Linked DNA regions of Cricetulus griseus: region 1 is linked to region 2. The links are chromatin contacts, called in public Hi-C maps. All regions are on one chromosome and are shown on one strand. Each heading gives the region's core, a stretch centred on a gene start, on an enhancer-like site or on the middle of the called end of the contact. The rest is flanking DNA. Distances are from core to core; before and after follow the strand shown.

What was found. A called contact is a pair of places that touch in the nucleus more often than the background predicts.
Region 1: a Hi-C map of the CHL-YN cell line shows a contact between it and region 2, with 6 times the contacts expected there. The contact joins the enhancer-like site here to the promoter of Dusp1 in region 2. A contact is called at or near these places in 4 of 8 Hi-C or Micro-C datasets (the CHL-YN cell line, the CHO-K1 cell line, fibroblasts and 1 more).

What each region holds. Positions count from the first base shown.
Region 1 is chr7:47,355,374-47,359,308 of CriGri-PICRH-1.0, forward strand. No RefSeq gene overlaps it. Among named protein-coding and RNA genes, the nearest start is that of Neurl1b, 54 kb to the right of the region's middle. Within about 2 kb of position 2,273, at least 1 of the 6 cell types and tissues checked has open chromatin away from gene starts, as enhancers often do.
Region 2 is chr7:47,298,285-47,302,341 of CriGri-PICRH-1.0, forward strand. Dusp1 (dual specificity protein phosphatase 1) reads left to right here and starts at 2,713. Exons shown (of 4, transcript XM_027425190.2): 1 at 2,713-3,249; 2 at 3,479-3,624; 3 at 3,986-4,057. The coding sequence starts at 2,883.

The DNA of each region.
Region 1 (3,935 bases), core at 1,023-3,522, 57 kb after region 2:
CCTGGCCACTTCCCTGCCTCCTCTTCCTGGTGGTCACCCTGTCACACCACCACAGACAGAAACTTGCCAGGGTCTGAAGCACCTTTCTTCTTTTATTACTGCTATTTTCCAGTTTTGCCTGTAGGCTCCAAATGGCACATCTGGGACCCTGCACCCTGGCCCTGGGAAAGAACCTGTGCTCCATAGATGCACACTGGGGTTGAATGAGAGAGGAAGAAAGGGAGGGAGAGAGGAAGGGGGTGGAGAAGGCAAGAGAGCCCGGGCTGCAGAAAGGCAGGCGGGGCATCAGGAGGAGGGGGATCCAGGTTGAAGCTTCCTCTGCTTCTTCCCACAGAGCTAGACCTGGCAGCCTTTCGAGGGGGAGAGCAGCAGGATGCATGGCCCCCTGGGATTAGCGGGCCGGAAATCCTCCAGGAGACTTCAACTCTTAAACCTAGTTCCTCACCACCAATAGCGTGAAACTCTGTGGAGACTGCGAGTATAACTCGCCAACCCCTATGCTGGGAAAAAAAAAAAAAAAAAAAAAAAAAAAATCCTGCAAATTTTCAAAACATTCCGGAGAGCATGTCTGTGCGTCAACAAGGGGCCAATGCTGCCACCTGCTGGGCACCTAGGGAAGGGGCTGTTAGGGTCACGCACCGAGCCCCTCCAGAGTGTGGATGGTTATTTACAGGTAGAGGCCAATCCACACCAGCTATCTAGGGCCAGAGGCTATTAAGCGGATGCTCTGTCAAACGGCAGGTTGTATTAGAATTTTTAAAGATGTGATGTCTTCATCAGAAACTGGATGTTTTCATGCTTGTGTAGCAGTACCAGGGAACGCAGGTCAGGTTAGACGGGCATGACCCAGGTCGCAAGTCTGGGGAACAGCCAAACTCTATTCTAATCCAGGTATCTCTGGCTCCGAAGTGGGGCTAAGTGGCATCCTGGGAAAGACAGAGGGGAATGGAGAAGGAGGGCAGAAAACCAGCGAGGGCCCATGTGGGCCCCAGGCAGGCCCATTCCTGGTCTCCTAAGTGCTTTGCCCTCCTAGGGCCATCCGTTGGCCTGCCTTTCTGTGTCAGTCCTCCATGCCACCTCTCCTCCAGTACCAAGCTGGGAAGTCCAGTCTCATAGGGTGGAGAACCTAGATGGTGCCTTTCTTGGCATGTAGGACAGAGGACAACAGGACTCCAGACCCTGACTGGCACCTGGGGACACAAGCGGTCCACTACAGAAAGGAGGCCAGACTTGACTCAAGTTGTTACGGCATGTGTGACCAAATTTGAAAGCAGACAGAGGGTCAGGTTGGAGAGTGGAGCAGGAGGCCTTCTCTCTGTCGGGTAGAGGTGGGGAAGCTAACCCTGAAACAACCACCTGCTGGAGTCAAGGGCACGGCTTACTACTATCGGGTGATACCTCCAATGAAGGATACATCCCTGATGTAAGAGAGGCCCTGCTGTTTCTTGGCTTTGTGATCTTAGGCAATCTCTTTCCTTTCCTTGGCCTGCTTATTGCTCCACACAGTGGGGTCAATAATATTCCCAATTTCCTTAGGTTTTACTGAGACTCAAGCGCAAACATGGATAAAGCCACAAGCACACAGTAGGCCCTCCAAGCATGGTATTTGAAGGGCCCCACTGATACTCAATAGCCTTGCCTCAATGTCTCTTCAAGGGTGAAAAGCAAGCCTTGTGCTGTGTGTGATGCTTCTGTAGAATGGGGGAAACTGAGTCACTGGGCCAGGAAGTGCCTGAGTCCAGGCTTCAGCCTGAGTCACAGCACAAGTGCTGGGAAAGCTCCTCCTAGCCACCTCCGGAAATACTTCATGCCTAGGTGACTGGCTTCCTCTCCCTGCCTTGCCAGCCAGGCAGATTCCGGCACAGGAGCTCACAGCAGTCAGGGCAGGCTCCATTCCAGGGGGCCTTGTGTCTTTCTTGAAGACAAGGGTCACTCTGGCTCCTGAAGTGAGAAGCAGGTTCATGGGGGGCGGGGCCTTCTCTCATATCGGATGGGTACGCTGGCTCCAATGGCATTGACCTTCTTGTCCTGTAGAAGAGAGAAGTGTGGTTTGCAAGGATGAAGTGGTTTGCCCAGGTCCTACAGCTGTGTTGGGGCAGGGCTTTAGTTCACCCCTGCAGCAGCCCACAGAGAAAGTAATGAGTGGGCTCCCACAGATCAGTTTGCTCCTGCAGAGCAGGCTGGCTCAATGCTTGCAGGAAGCCCTTCCCATCCCATCTCTTCAGAACTGGGACAAGCTTTGACGTCAGCACGTCCACATTCCTGCCCTCTAGCCCTGGGTGGGGTGTTGATTTCCTCCCTCCAACACTGGTATCACAAACAGGAAGCTGGGTCATGTGGGCAGGCCTGGGCTGAGGGCTTAGGGAGGACAGGGTCAGCATTCCCGCTAGCTCTCTTTCTAGCAGGTGGCCTACACTCCTGGGAGGTTGGGGAAGGGGTCTGTTCTAATGTGACAGAGGGCCACACTGCCCCCAGAGCTACTCAGAGGGCCTTCAATGAACACACTACCTGTCTTGGTCCTCAGAATGCTTACATTCCTGTGGTAGTTGACTTCCCGCTTCTGCTCACAGAGAAACGATAATGGCTTTGCCAATGGAGCCTATAGAACACTTACACTGGCTGTGGACTTCACACCGGTCCTTGAATTCTTCTCATGAGCCTTTCATATCCCTTTGACGGATAAGGCCACTGACACACTAGGGGGTTAAGCTAATTGTCCCGGGTTCCTCAGCTATCGGCTTGGGGTGGGGGTGGGGCAGAGATTTGAACTTAAGCAGTGTGGCTCAGAGCTGGTGCCCAGCGCCACCTCCTCTCCCTCCTCCTCAGCTCAGCCCGCTCAGGCTGTAATGCTGGAAAATGCAAATTTGATGGCTCCTGTTTTGGGCTAACTTCCTCTCTGGCTCTCTATTGCCTCAGGTTCACAAACCATGCTTGGAGGAGTCTGTGGCTTATCGTGTGTTGCCTCACCTCTATCACGATTTCCCCTTTAGACGTAACAAGCTAATCTGCTCCCCGAGTCCAACTCTTTCTACCAGGACTAACTCCTGTGGAGAGGGGCCCCAGAGCACAGAGGGGTAAGGTTTATACCAGGTCACAAAACCAGTTCCCACGGGGCTGTCTAGTCCAAAGCCTTCTATGCAGGAGTTCCCAAGTGTTAGCCTGCACTGGGTGGCAAGTCCTGTCCAAATGGCAACTTCCCAGGTCCTACTCTGGAGGTGAGGGTTTTGGCCTGAGTACCTGTATCATTCATTGGTGGTCTTCTGGGGTGAGTGTGAGAACCCCCAGTTCTTCCTAGCCCTTGGGGCTTGTCTGATAAGCTCCAGTTGGCATAGAAATTGCAATACCTATATGGGGCTCTGTTCATCCAAGGCCACCAGCCCAGCCCTCCTGCAGCAGATTGGCTTGTTACGAACCTTCCTTGAACTCTGCGGCTACCATCCCATTGCCACTGTCCTCATCTTCCCACCAAGTGTGTGTCCCACATCCCAGAGAGGGCTGGCTAGTATAGAGCAGTGGTTTGCATGGCTGTCTGTGTATCGGAGCACTCTGGCATACTTGGGGACCCATGACCTAATCTCTGGCAAGTCCAGATATTGCCACTGCTGTGTTGGTGACCACATTTTAAGAAACACTGGCATGGAGGAAGCCAGGTTCAGGGTCAGTGTGAGACAGGTGAAGGCCGCTAACTGTACTGGATACTGCTCTGGCTCAGCTTTCTCGTTTGTGAACATGAAGAACAGCAAGCTGCCTACTGCCATGGCTATAAGGACTGCAGGGCACACGAGGGGTCAGAATGCTCCTGCCACCTGGCTCTTTCCACAAATGTCTGCTGAGCAAGCACTGTGTTCCTTCTCCCATATCCTCAGGCTCCAGTTCCTATGGGCAGCATGGATCCTCCCACTGCCCCGAGGAACAGCTTGTTCTATGGTCACGGA
Region 2 (4,057 bases), core at 1,463-3,962:
ATTCCCAGTTTATAAATATGGAAACTGAGGCTCAGGAGAGTAAGTCACTTGCCTAATGTTATGGAGGAGACCATGAGCAAGGAGCACTTTTAGTCAGTAGTGGGAGCTTCTTTCCCCTTTCCCTTTTGACCCCAAAACAGATCCTAAATGAACTCTGAAAGGGTCTGACAGGTTCATAGGCTTGTGCCAACCCTGTGCACTGAATGTCCCCACCGGACCCAGATAGAAACTGATGCTCTTCTCCACAGTCACAGGGAGGTGCAGCAAGGTGAAGTGACTGATGAGACACACAGAAAGAGGGGAGGCAGGCTAAGACTTTTGGCGGCTTTTTCCCACCCCACCTTCCTGTAGAGTTGTTCTAAGCACACCTGGAATTATGAAGTTCTCAGGCCAGTGAGGCCCAGCCTCTCCCAGAGTTCACATCTACTGACTCACCTGCTCTGGGCCCTCAGCAGCTAAGCACATAGCACAAGCTGCTTACCCTTCCAACTCTGCTGAAAGAAGCCTATCTGGTTCTGCTCCCTGTCACCAGGGCATTCTCACTGCCTGGACTGGGACCTTGGGTGGCTAGACCTTTGCTAACTCTTTCTGAACAAGTGGATCCTAGAATAAGTCCCTTGTGGTACACAAGAGCTTTCTCTCAGCTGGAGCTCCAACCAGTTGAGGCTTCTAGGAGTCTCTCAAGACCCACCTGAAGATACCAGCTAAGGCTCTGATGCCAGATTCTGAAACACACAGCCCAGGGGGCCTCATGATATAAGAATCACAGCCGGGAAGGGGAAAAACAGAGTCAGTGACTCAGGAGGGGAAAGGTCCCAGTGTCCTGCCCCTCCTGCTTTACAAGGGAATGTCACCAAGCCATGCTGCATGGTATCCATTGTACAGATACTGCCTTGAAGGCTCAACAGAAAAGAGAACGGCTGGCTCTCCAACAGTCAACTTTCCCCCGGGTTCCAGCCCACTTTTTATGCTTCTTCCAGGGAGGGAAGAGAGCAGAACTCCACGGGGACCAGCAGACATTTAACTTCAGTACCAGACCATGCCACTGCATTTGTATAAATAGGTCGTTTAGAAAACTTTGGATATAGAAAGATACAATGGATAGCCTTGATATATATATATATATATATATATATATATATATATATATGAAAAAATGAAGTTGGTATGCAGTTCGTAACAGCAGCAGCTGTAACATTTTATGATTCAACACAAAAATATGTTGAGGTTCTCAGCTGAATAAGTGGAATAAATAATTTTTTTTTCTTTCTGTCGCTGAGATGCAGGGAGGGTGGTGTTATCTGACTCCTTTGCTGCTCTTTTAGATCAAGGCTCATAGGAAGGTAAAATGCCCTTCAAAAATAAAGTACCCCGAATTTACAAAGAATCTAGGCAGAACGCAAGAGCTAGGGGAGGCCAAAGTGGACAGACGTTGCAGAGCAACAACATTTGGTGACCGGTAATACACCTCCCCCTAGTAGAGAGGAAGAAACCGCAGAATGTTCCTGACTCGGCGCCCCTGCGGAGTGGTGCAATGTTTATGTTTATGTATCCAACTCCGTGGTGTCGTGGTTGGGGCTCCCGGCCCCAATTTGGGGAAAGGACACAGACCCCATTGGGGTCTTCCTGGGTGCCAAGGTACAGGTCTTGGCAATACTCCTAAGGCGCCTTGGGATTGGATTAGGAGTTCAGCCACTCTGGATTACCAGGACCTGGGTTTGTCGGGTAGAGTTTGGCCTCCATAGGAGCGGATTCCAAGGCCCCAGCCATGGGTCGTTAGTGCGCCCAGCTTCTGTTCAATACAGATGAAGAGCCAGGTTTGGGGGTGCATGCCGTTAACCTCAGCACTGGCGAGGCAGGGGCAGGAGGATCTCTGTGAGTTCAATGCCAGCCAGGGCTACAAAACAACACCCTGTCTCAAAACAAAACAAAAGTTGTTTGTACCCGCACGCGCACGCGCGCGCGCATGAGGAGGAGTCGGGGAGCAGCAACCTCTGGAGCCACGCTACAAAGTGCTTGGTGGTCCCTGGGCGGCGCTGTCGAGCCCTGTCCAGATCGCCCCAAATGCCAAACCTGGGCTCCACACCCGATCTTTCAACCCTTCCATTCTTGGCTCCAAGTCCTCTAAAGACCACCGCGGCAGGGATAACATTCTGGTAGGGGGCTGCCTGGAGGTACTTTCCCATGTTCGTCGTAAAACAGTTTAAAGTGACACTAGAGAAGGACGCCTCGACTCTTGCCATTTGTCCTCTGTAAAGCCACAGGGTTTACCGAGTTGATCACCTCTCTCTACCCCTTCCCCTTCCCCGCTCCGCTCGCCCGGGCCAATACCCCAACAGCGGGAGCAGGACCAGTTGAGACCGTAGTCCCAGCAGTGCTCCTACGCTCTCGGCGGAGACCCGGGGAGGGGAGCCGGGCAGGTGTCCCCGGGCGTGTCCTTAGGCCGCGCGTCCTGACCACCCGGGCTGGCAGCGCGCAGTCCTGCCAGCGGGGCCGGCGGACAGCAGGGTGGGGGCCGGGCGGTGAGCCAGCGTGCAAAGCCGACCCGCTCCCAGGCCGATGACGTCTTTGCCTTTGGCTTCGGCGGCGCCAAGCCCGGCAGGGTGGGTGACGTCACCAACATGTCACGTGATCGCCATTCAAACAAACAAACCGTTCCCCCTCCTCCGGCGCCGCGCCCGGGACCGCCCCCGAGAGGCCACATAAAACCGCGCTCCCAGAGCTGAGCGCGCAGCGAAGGACTGGCGGGCGGGACGCACAGTGAAACTAGATTCAGAGCAGCGAGCACTTGGGGACTTAGGGCCACAAGGATACCGCGTCGGACCGACAGATTGTTTTTGGAGGGCCGCGGGACGGGCACGCTGGGGTCGCTGGGGCTGGCCATGGTGATGGAGGTGGGCATCCTGGACGCCGGAGGGCTGCGCGCGTTGTTGCGAGAGCGCGCTGCGCAGTGCCTGCTGCTGGACTGCCGCTCCTTCTTCGCCTTCAACGCCGGCCACATCGCGGGCTCGGTGAACGTGCGCTTTAGCACCATCGTGCGGCGCCGCGCCAAGGGCGCCATGGGCCTGGAGCATATCGTGCCCAACGCCGAGCTGCGCGGCCGCCTGCTGGCCGGCGCCTACCACGCAGTGGTGCTTTTGGACGAGCGCAGCGTCGCCCTGGAGGGCGCCAAGCGCGACGGCACCCTAGCCCTAGCTGCGGGCGCGCTCTGCCGAGAAGCACGCACCACTCAAGTCTTCTTCCTCCAAGGTACGCGCTCGTTCTGGCAGGACCTCTGCCATTAGCTGGGAAAGGGTCGTCCCACCTGGAGTGCCCGTGTCCAGTCTCCAGGGACTTGTCACTGGCTTTGTTTGGCTCCAGGAACAAAGACTTCCCTGAGCCTTCTATGTAAACTCGCATCCTCTGGTGGGTGGGTGACTTGTCTCCAGGTACTGTGTCGGTGATGCTAATGGGAAAATGTGTTCCTTTGTGTTCTCAGGAGGATATGAAGCGTTTTCGGCTTCCTGCCCCGAGCTGTGCAGCAAACAGTCCACCCCCATGGGGCTCAGCCTCCCCCTGAGTACTAGTGTCCCTGACAGCGCAGAATCCGGATGCAGCTCCTGTAGCACCCCTCTCTACGATCAGGTTAGTAAGAGTCCCCGTCTATGTGGGGGGGTGGGAGGGGGTGGCAGAGGTCTGGAAGGGCTGTGTCAGGGAGAATACAGAAAGTGGCTGCAGCTTTAGTTATACTTGAGGGGACATGGGAATTTTTATTCCACAGTGAAGCGATTGGATGGAGCTGAGTCTCCCAGTTGCTGGCATATAAGAGCTTGTTGGCTCTGTCCAAGCCAATGGACCTAATTCTTTATTATTATTTTAATATGCCGTCTATGCTGAGGTCACCAGTGTCTGAAACTCCCTTTTTCAGTAGGGAGTTTTTGTGGGTGTGGGTACTCTGTTAACTCTGAACAAGCTTGATGAATGCTGGACTGTTTTTGGATTCCAGGGGGGCCCAGTGGAGATCCTGTCCTTCCTGTACCTGGGCAGTGCCTATCATGCTTCCCGGAAGGACATGCTT